Linked DNA regions of Mus musculus: regions 1 and 2 are each linked to region 3. A link is a contact called in public HiChIP or PLAC-seq data. All regions are on one chromosome and are shown on one strand. The core of a region is the stretch at or near the end of the contact, and the rest is flanking DNA. Distances in the headings are between cores, read along the strand shown. Region 1 overlaps Dennd1a (DENN/MADD domain containing 1A). Region 2 overlaps Psmb7 (proteasome (prosome, macropain) subunit, beta type 7). Region 3 holds the start of Lhx2 (LIM homeobox protein 2).

Region 1 (2,967 bases), core at 86-2,585, 280 kb before region 3:
GTACTTGTTGTAGCAGCTGTATGAGGACTGTCCTGTTTTACAGAAGATAAAACTGAGTCTCAGAAGCAGAATGACCTTTTTTTATGATGGTATGGCTATTAAAGCACAAAACTAGCCCAGTTTGTATTCTCAGTCCTATTTGCTCCATAAGAGTAGTGAAACTGAAATGAGACATGGAATTCTTATCTTGCAATTCTCACTGCAACACCCTGGTACAATCAAAGCTTGCCTCTAAAACTCTGAAGCTATAAAGTACCTTGAGCAACCCAACTTTGGCTACCTCCCAACAATTCAGTGTGTTTTCTTACTTTGCCAGCCCCAGGGATACCTGTCATGTCCCTACTCTTCCTTGCTTTAGGAATTAGAGTGCACATTATATTGGAGATGCGGGGGGTGGGGGGAGCACATCTTGGGGGAATTTCAAGTTTCCAGTGCCTGAAGTTGTGACCTAGATGTACATTTTCAAGAACTTAGTAGAAAGACCATAGCTTATGTCACAGGTTCTTAAGCTGTGTAGTCTTCTTAAATCTAATGCATGAAGCTCTGTGTGCATGCTGTGGTGACATTTAAGGAAGCATTAGATTAAACAAGGTACCCAGTTTCCATGAACAGCACTCATTTATTTCATCGGCACCCACATCTCTGCTTGAATGCTCTCTCATTCCATCGCAAATCTCTCTATAAAAGTGTCTAGCTGTCTCTTAAAGCCATTTATGTTCAATGCTTCAGTGCCTTTCCTTGGCGACTTTTTCCATATGCTTAACTTCTTTCAGAGAAACATTTCTGTCTCAATTCACAGAACAGCACACCAATCAGCATAAGCAGGCAGGCAGGTAAAGGGAGAAAAGAGAGGCAAGCATGAGGTGAAAAGGCAAAGTATGAAGGTAGCTAGCCCATTAAAACTAATGTTTTGGAAGGCAAAAAGCTTGGAGCCAAGAGAAAATGAATCTAGCACCTACCCCCAAGCAATCAGAGGGCTCTGAACTTGAATTTATAACTCAAACACTCTGGGCCATATGCAACTTGAGACGCACAACGGGTAGCACTACTGGGGATTTATGACTTATGACTTGTTCATATTTAATTTGTAACCAAACACTTCCCCTTCCTCTTAGCTACCTTAGAACTCTTGATTAACTCTTGTTTTCACAGGTCAGAGGTTAAATAAAGGAAGGGAAGCACTCTGGGGTGAGACTGCCCAGAGCACCACATCCAAGAGTGACCCTGTGCAAGAAACATTAAAATAAGTGATAAGGCCAGAGATTGCTCCAGACAGCTCATGTTCAAAGGCTCCTTTGGGTACAAGGCAGACCTGAGCAAGGAGAGTTGACAACAAAGTCAGACAGGAAGCTGGTCTGCTCTCAGTTACTTCTGGTGACTGCATGGCTCTCTCACTAAGACAGTTCTCATAGTGTTTCTGTAAGTAAAGCTGAAGGTTTTAAGGAAAGTAAAGGAAGAACCTGTGCAAGCCGGGTAAACTCTCTCTTGTTTCCCTAGGCCACAGCAATCCGTCCCATCCGTTAGACTGTGCTACTCAGAAGAAAACCTCTGCCTCTACCCAATTTCGTAGCAGCAATTCTGTGCTGGGCAGAGGAAAGCAGAATTCTCCACAGTAATCTTGAATAAGAAAACATAATCTGTCCAAGCATGACAAGATCCTAGCTCCAAGAACCTTTGCTGCTGTGCTGCTCAAGATACAGCAAAGCGATTAAAATATCATAAGGACTTCTGTTAATTTAGGGATTTACCAATGCCAGGAAATCATCTAGAATTTGACTCAGTGATTTCAAGTAGATGCCAGAAAATGGTTTAGGAAAGTAGAGCATAGAAAAGCTAGGTAACTTGCTGAAAGCACATGGCTTCAAAGATCAGGGTAACAACTTAGTCTCCATGAGTTGCTATTCCAACAGGTAGTCATTCTCCAAAGAAGTACTATAGTCAATTGTCCTCTGGACAGTTTACACACAGTACACTAACTCCATTAGTGTTTTTAAGCTGTTGGCAAAAATGGAACAAATTGTCTAGCAGCAATCTTTCATTCATTTCCTAACATAATTCAGGTTCCTGGGCAGAGGTGCTAAATGACCACTAAGGCTAAGTTTCTGCATGTGGAGCTATGGTAAAGTTAGGAATGTCCAAAAAGAGGCAAAAAGTGCAATACTTGGGGAAATCTAAGCAGCCACAGGGAGAAAGCCATACATCCTGTACCATAATTAAAAATAGCCACTTGGTGAAGCTGAACTTTCCTCTACTGCACACTTCAGCAGAACAGATGAACTCAGACCTGAACACCAGAGGAATTGGGAATCCAGGACATAGTGATCAGAAGTGCAATACCAGATTGCCATTAGTCACTTTCTGCTGCAACCATGACAGAAGCTCCACCACTCAGCCATCCTGATTTTTTTATGTTTAGGGATTGTTGTTTATTAGAAGCCAGGGGAAGACCTTTGCAATATTACAAAAGCCAAAAATTCACATTATAAAACCCTCTCAAGATATGACTATAATTACAAACTTTGAAAAAGAAACATTAAAAATCCAACTTTGGAAAAGGATACCCAGTCAGTAAAATTCTTGGCAGAAACCAGATCCTCTAATATAATTTCTTAAAGTCATACAGTAGGAAAGAGCAAGACAGTTGCCTTCTAATGAGTAACATGAGTAACTACAAAAATTTACATGAAGACCAGAAAATGAGTATATTTTAACCTTTTTATTTCTTTTGGGAACTTTATTTTCCTTATTTTATCTGCATAAATCTTATGACTTAATTTTTGGTAGTATATTATATAAATAGCTATTTCTTATCATCATAAAACACACAGACATCTAAACATATGCTAAGAGAAGATTTAAATAAATTGTATTTAATCCAGGCAACATGAAATTATGTTTTGGCTTGTTTTGTAGTCATGTGAGAAAATACCTATAAAATAAGATAGAAAAAGAAAAGATAGAAGGAGA
Region 2 (3,206 bases), core at 552-3,051, 260 kb after region 3:
ATTTTCTATTTAAAATGATTTGTGTACATCGCTTGACCACCTCAATGGTTTAGCAGAGGAAAAAGGCGGCGATTAAACAGTTTCAAATGAGGTGTCCTGCTGATTTTATCAAGTCTGCTGAATGTATAATGAAAAAGGAGAAGCTGACAGCAACACTGCACTGAGGAAATACAGACTACCTTATCTGAACCATTTAAGGAGGTCCAATTATAGATCAAATTTAAAGGGTAGAAACGGCAGATTTACAGACACAAATCAATGAGCATGGTAATCCCGCTGAATATGACAGATACTCCTGTTACAGAATATTGCTGTGGCTGAGGATCGTTACCTTCACAGCACCGGATACATCACCTCCAAAGCAGTGGGAAACGTCAATGTAGACCAGCATTAGAAGCAATGACTATTCATTTAGGTTCTGGGAGCAAAAGGCAACCCCATTCCCCCTCTTTGGGGTTAAAAACAAAACCCTAAGATGGTCTAAAGGAACATTAAAAGCCCTTTGAAAAGGAGGCAGACATTAAACATACATAGAAGTGGTGTATTCCAAAACACCCCAGCATATTGCAGGGGCAGACTCGCCAAATCAAGCCTCTGATTTCAAAATAAACATGTCCTTGAAAAATCTGGAAAGAGGGCCACATTTCACCAATGCTTTCATTAGTTCCCAGCTCACCAGGAGATTCAGGAGTCAAAGGAAAAAAACCCAAAAACCTCAGTTTCTGTTTCAAGGCATAAGTAGAAACCTAAATTCTCTAGGTCTCGCTAGGAAAAACCAAGCTGGTTTTGTGTGGAAAACAAAGGACAGCTGTCAGGAGGAAACAAGAAAATTGCAAATGAGGAAATCTCTGAAAAAAATTCTTCCAGATAGAAAACGTTCCTGCAGAGTGGCCAAAGGCAGGCTTGCCTTCCAATGTGTCCAAGATTATCTATCTTGAGGAAGAGCCCAAGGGTAAATGGGTTAACAGGCTCGAAATCCACATTTAAAAAGGATACAAAAAGACATGGTATTTACCCAAGAGCTAACAACTTTGTAGAGAATGGAAATGAATTACTGTTAAAGAAATAAACCAAGCTTGGCTTAAAGGCATTTTTCCTGGGGGTTGGGGGTGGGGGTGGGGGTGTCACACAAAACCGCCAGCCATTTTTTGTCTTCTGGCCCATCTCCCCTGGCACAGTCACAGTAAGTATCTTTACTCTATTCTCTCTCCCGGGCATGGATCTGCTTCTGTGCAGCTTCATTCAATATTTTAATGGAAAAAAAAGTTCCCCCCCAGCCAAACAATTCTTCCTTCATCAGAAGCTGCCTCCTGTGTGGCAGTAACACCACAGACATAACTTCTGTAAGTGGAAAAGATACATCAGAACCCCGAACTACTGGTTCAATAAGGGTCTGTTTTATGTTTGTTGGGGTCAGGAGGGCTCTCCACAGTGTAGAGGTGGTGGGTGAATACAGGAAAGACATGAACAAGGTATTTCTGCTTTCCTGTCTTCGCCTCCATCTTTGGCACACACAGTAGGAGACGTTCTCTGGAAAGAACCTCCTAAACTATGCTTGATTCTGCTCCCTCTGAAGCCAAAGACAAATAGGTTCCAAAAGAAATGTAAAGAGAAGGCGATTCAATCTCGAGAGAATTTCTACATCATCTGCAATTAGCTCCTACCCCAGCTCTCAGGAAAGGAGGGCTCTGGCGCCCCCCTGCATGAGACCACAGAAGTGCTAGGAAACGGCACAGTCCCTGTCAACAGGTTTTTGGCTGCACACATCTGCTACACAGAAAGTTTGGGTAATGATTCACACAGGAGTGCAACTGTCAAAGCCACAAGAGGGCAGAGTAAAATCAGCACAGAACTTCAAGGCAATGCAATGAGAGGCACAAGAAAAGAGGAACTGTTAATTTTTAAAAAAGGCATGAACATGATATCCCTAATGTTATTCCAACTCCCAGATCTTGACCCTAGCCCCAATCTAGATACAACAAATCATTAGACAAATGCCATACAGATACAGCCATCATGTGACCTACAAAATATTCGAACACCACATCCCACTTTCCCCATATGCCATTACTAGAAGCCCAGAGCATCCACTGCTTCAGCTCCTAGTCACCCCACCAGGCACCACCATACATAAAGCTAGGGCTAATTCTTTTGAAGAACCATTTGCACTATTTCCTATTCTAAAAACATGGATACCTCTGAGTTCCAAACTATCTGGTTCCTGATATGGAAATGGAGAGGAGACTGCTTTATACACAGCATGTGCAGTTAAGGAGGCAGATGCTAATGACACCTGCTTTCCATACGTGGCGCTCTGTGAATACAACACATACGTGGACAGTGCTCCATGAGCTCCCACCCTAGCAGTAAGGAGAGCACACCAGGGGAAGCAAACAGGACCCAAATGCTGAGCACCAATGCCACATGTAATGCCTATGTCACTAGTTCTTATAGCAACCCACTGTAGTGGTAACCATCTCACCCAGGATTATAGGTCCAACATGCACAGGGCAAAATTCCATCTCAGATGCTACCTTATGTGGCCTTCTCACATATATGTCTATATGTACACGACAGTTCAGAAAGGACACACAAGACTGGTCCATGTCTTACTACTACCCTCAGGCTCTCCCTTCACTTCCTCAATGCATACTTCTCATTCTACTATCACTTCCCAAACACCCATGCTATTTTCAGCCTTCTCGCCTTGGTATGTGGCAGTCCCTGGGCCCCTTGATGATTCACAGCACTCCTAATCACCTTCAAACCCCAGTTGAGAGGCCACTTCTTCCCAAGAGTCTTCATTGATTACCACCCACCCCATGAGAGCTTACCACTCTCCTCCAAGACCTGTCCACCTTCCACAGCTACAGACACACACCAAAGCTAGCATATAAGCACCAAACATCTCCATGTTGGAGTATACTGTGATGAAGAGAAAATGCAATTGGCCAGGAGCCAGGGAAACTGAACAGGTCCCAAGGAGTAACGATAGCAACCGACATCTTATGAGGTGTAAAAGAACATTTACTGCCTAGTGCCTAATTCACCACATCAGGATGAATAAAGGCAATCAGATATAACCTAAGTTGAATTTTCAAAAAGATGTCTTAAGGCAACAAAACTACATTCAGTTCCTGTCGTCATATGGCCAAGCCTCCCACTGCCACAGGGGTGGGTTCCTGCATTTTGCTAGTGAAGCTCCC
Region 3 (3,004 bases), core at 324-2,823:
CAACTGTGTGTCCTGTGAGATAAACTACAGAGGTCCTGGCTTCCCTTTAATTGTGCCAGGCAAGCAGACATTTCAGACTTCATTTCTCCCCACTATCACATGGAAAGAAAGCAACTTGTAAAACGGACCTAGAAAGGAGTTTCAGTAACTGTCTTGCCCTTTTTCTTTTTCACCCCAAATCACATTTTCTTTTCTTTTTTTCTTCTTCCCGAATCCCTTCCTGTTCCACCAGACACCTAGCCATTGCCCCGGGTTCAGCCACGAGACTCAGGGCTGGCAGTTGGGATTTGCTGGGCAGGCCATGTTATTGTTAGTTCTTGTGCAACCAGGTGGCAGGGTGGGTCCAGAGTGGGAGAGCTAGTGGGATGGAGTACCCCATAGGAAGGAAGAGAATAGGCCTCTGGTCTTTAAGAACTGCCAAGTATATCCCGGAGTGAGAAGATCCAAATAGGAAAAGAAAAAGAGGGAGCGATTAAGAAATTCGCTGAGTGCCTACTATGCTCTATATATTTTCCACTCATTTCTTTCATCACACCCAAACACCTAAAAGGAGGGGGCCTTCTTGTTTCCCTTTGAGAAAGTCAAACATTGTAAAGGAGGTTGAGTCACTGTCTCCGGATCACACTGCACGTACATGGGAGAGAGCTATGGACTCCTTGTTTCTTTTTCTGAGTTCCTAAAGACATGCCTCCAGACTGCAGAGCTTTGGAGAAATCCAGGAGCTACACGCCTGGCAGTATAGTCCCTAGCTCACTTGAAGAGAGGATATGCTGGCCGGCCCGCTACCCTTGGGAGTCATTGCTCTGGTGGCACTTGCGCCTGGTCCCCGGGAGGGCTGCGCTGCTAAACGCAGCGCAGAGAGTAGCGCCCCAGACCGAAGCCCAGATGGGCGGGAAGCAGCCGAAGGCTCTTGAAACAGTACTCCTGGTCTGTCTTCTCTGCCCCTCCTCAACCCCAGGTTCCAGAGGCCAAGGGGGAGAATGGAGACTTCCTCAAGCATCCTTTGGCAGCGCTTTTTTAGGACAGAGACTCCAGGAAAGGTTTAATTTTTCTTCCTGAAGAAACACAGGAAACTGTTCGCAGCCTAGAAAACTCCAAACCCCGCGCTCTCCCTTCTCCCTCCCTTGCGCCTCCTCCTCCAGCCTCGCCCACCAGCTCCCACCACCTCCTCTCTCCGCTCCTCTCCTCCTCTAGCCTTTCCCCTCCCTTTGGGTCTCCCGCCTTCCCGGAGCACGCGCTGCCAAGGCCTGGGGCGGCGGGCGGCCAATGGCACGGCGGCAGGACGTGATGTCAGGCGCGGCTGTAGAAAAGGCGCGGAGGCTTGCGCTGGCGCGGACTGCAGAGCCGAGGCTGAGCTCGGCGCGCGCTTGGGTAGCGTTGCGCGCGGCTGGGCCCGCGGCCGTCGGCTCCTCCTCCCACTCTGCTCCTCCTCCTTTTTCCTCCTCCTCCACCTCCTCCGCCGCCGCCTCCTCCTCCTCTTCCTCCTCCTCCTCTTCAATTCTCCCAGTGGCTCGGCTCAGCTCGCAGGCTTCGCGGAGACCCCCTACTCCAGTTCGCCTTTGGTTGGGAACACACCCCGGGGGGAAGAGACGTGCAGGCATCTGGGCCGCCGCGGGCACCTAGCTGTTCCTGGGTGAACCCCGACTGCAGCCACCGCCGCCTGGGGCAGAGTTTGCGCCCCTGATTTGCGCCCTGGGCGCCAGAACCCAGCTAGCGATGCCTGCGGCGTGAAAGCGCCCACAGCGGGCGCCGACCTCTGCCCTGGTCTCCCGCCCCCACCTCACCCCCTGCCCTTGTGACCCTGGCTTCGGCGCCGCCGTCCAGGCGCCCCGCGATGTAGCTGCCCCCACGCCTCGGCGGGAGGCGTCCTGGCCCGCAGGCGCCCGCGGCCCGGAGCCCAGCCTGGGGGCGCAGCCGAGCTCGGGCGGGGCCGGGGCCGCGGTGGCGATGCACTGGGCCGGTTAACGCCGGGAGCGCCAGGCAGCTGAGGCGGGGGGCAAGCCCTTCCTCGGGGCAGCCGCATCCCCGGTCCCGCCGCGATGCTGTTCCACAGTCTGTCGGGCCCCGAGGTGCACGGGGTCATCGACGAGATGGACCGCAGGGCCAAGAGCGAGGCTCCGGCCATCAGCTCCGCCATCGACCGCGGCGACACGGAGACGGTAGGCGCGCGGCTGTGGAGTTGGGGCTGAGAGCTGGGACCTGGCGGGGCCAGCCAGCGCCTCTGTTCCCCGAACTTTAGGTAGAGTCCTCCGAGACGCACGGGACCAAGGCTGGGGAATCCTCGGACAGGGTGCAAGGCCCGGGGCACCAGACTCAGGGGAAACTCAGCTGCTAGAGAGGAGGAGGGAGTCAAGGTTGAAACCCAGATCTGGACTGCGAGGGTGGAGGAGAACGTTGTTCTAGAAGTGGAAGGGGAGTGGAAGTGGAGGCCACTCTCTTCTCTCCGCTCCCGGAGGCGCTCCGGTCCACAGACCTGACTCTCCACTACTTTGCTCCTGGTGCTGGCGCCGACGCCTCGGGAAAAGGGAGAACCGGTGGAAGCCCTAGCTGGTTTGAATCGCTTTCAGTCTTCTGGCAGTCTGGGATTCTCTCCTTAGCTCAGTTTCAGGGCCCTGCGACATCTGGGCCAGCACTTTCCGTTGATCGTGACCCGTGTTCCTAACTGGCTAGATTTGGCCAGGCAATGGTTCGGAGTTCAGTCACCGGCCTGGCTTCTGCGGAAGGAGACTCCATTAGGTTCTCTGTACCTGGCTCTGCTGTCCCGGCCCCAAATAGCCTCCCCCGGGGCCAGACTAGCAGACGCTGCCTAAGCAGCGGCTGCAGTGACCTTTAGAGACCGAGGAGGTGGGAAGCCTGGCCCGAGTTTCTCCCTTCTAGAGCCACAGCTCCGTGACCTCCGGGTTTCCCCTAAGCCTTTCTTTCCGGATAAACCTCCGCTGCTCAGTTTTATTAGGAAAAAAATTTCACATGGGCCTGCCTTGCACCCTCCTGGAAGGTCGCCCTG

What was found. HiChIP or PLAC-seq counts read pairs in DNA pulled down with a chosen protein or histone mark.
Region 1: an H3K4me3 HiChIP or PLAC-seq map of embryonic limb bud shows a contact between it and region 3, with 3 times the contacts expected there. The contact joins the enhancer-like site here to the promoter of Lhx2 in region 3. A contact is called at or near these places in 10 of 39 promoter capture datasets (the 3T3-L1 cell line, the C10 cell line, cranial neural crest and 6 more), 1 of 484 Hi-C or Micro-C datasets (bone marrow-derived macrophages), 10 of 115 datasets of contacts at active chromatin or transcription factors (bone marrow-derived macrophages, embryonic forebrain, embryonic limb bud and 7 more) and 4 of 9 other capture datasets (adipose tissue, embryonic stem cells, liver and 1 more).
Region 2: a contact with region 3 is called in an H3K4me3 HiChIP or PLAC-seq map of forebrain, with 2.9 times the contacts expected there. The contact joins the enhancer-like site here to the promoter of Lhx2 in region 3. A contact is called at or near these places in 1 of 39 promoter capture datasets (hippocampal neurons) and 7 of 115 datasets of contacts at active chromatin or transcription factors (astrocytes, embryonic basal ganglia, embryonic forebrain and 4 more).

The regions. Positions count from the first base shown.
Region 1 is chr2:38,067,191-38,070,157 of GRCm38.p6, forward strand. All of the region lies in intron 5 of Dennd1a (DENN/MADD domain containing 1A), which reads right to left. Among named protein-coding and RNA genes, the nearest start is that of Dennd1a, 220 kb to the right of the region's middle. Within about 2 kb of position 1,336, at least 23 of the 459 cell types and tissues checked have an H3K27ac peak or open chromatin away from gene starts, as enhancers often do. A contact at or near this core is called in embryonic limb bud, memory CD8 T cells and second pharyngeal arch cranial neural crest, where this site is marked.
Region 2 is chr2:38,614,495-38,617,700 of GRCm38.p6, forward strand. The region is part of intron 5 of Psmb7 (proteasome (prosome, macropain) subunit, beta type 7); the gene reads right to left. Among named protein-coding and RNA genes, the nearest start is that of Psmb7, 28 kb to the right of the region's middle. Within about 2 kb of position 1,802, at least 42 of the 459 cell types and tissues checked have an H3K27ac peak or open chromatin away from gene starts, as enhancers often do. A contact at or near this core is called in astrocytes and forebrain, where this site is marked.
Region 3 is chr2:38,349,735-38,352,738 of GRCm38.p6, forward strand. It overlaps Lhx2 (LIM homeobox protein 2), which reads left to right and starts at 1,574. Exons shown (of 5, transcript NM_010710.4): 1 at 1,574-2,159. The coding sequence starts at 2,040. Gm27197 (a long non-coding RNA gene) reads right to left here and starts at 1,006. Exons shown (of 2, transcript XR_374289.3): 1 at 1-1,006.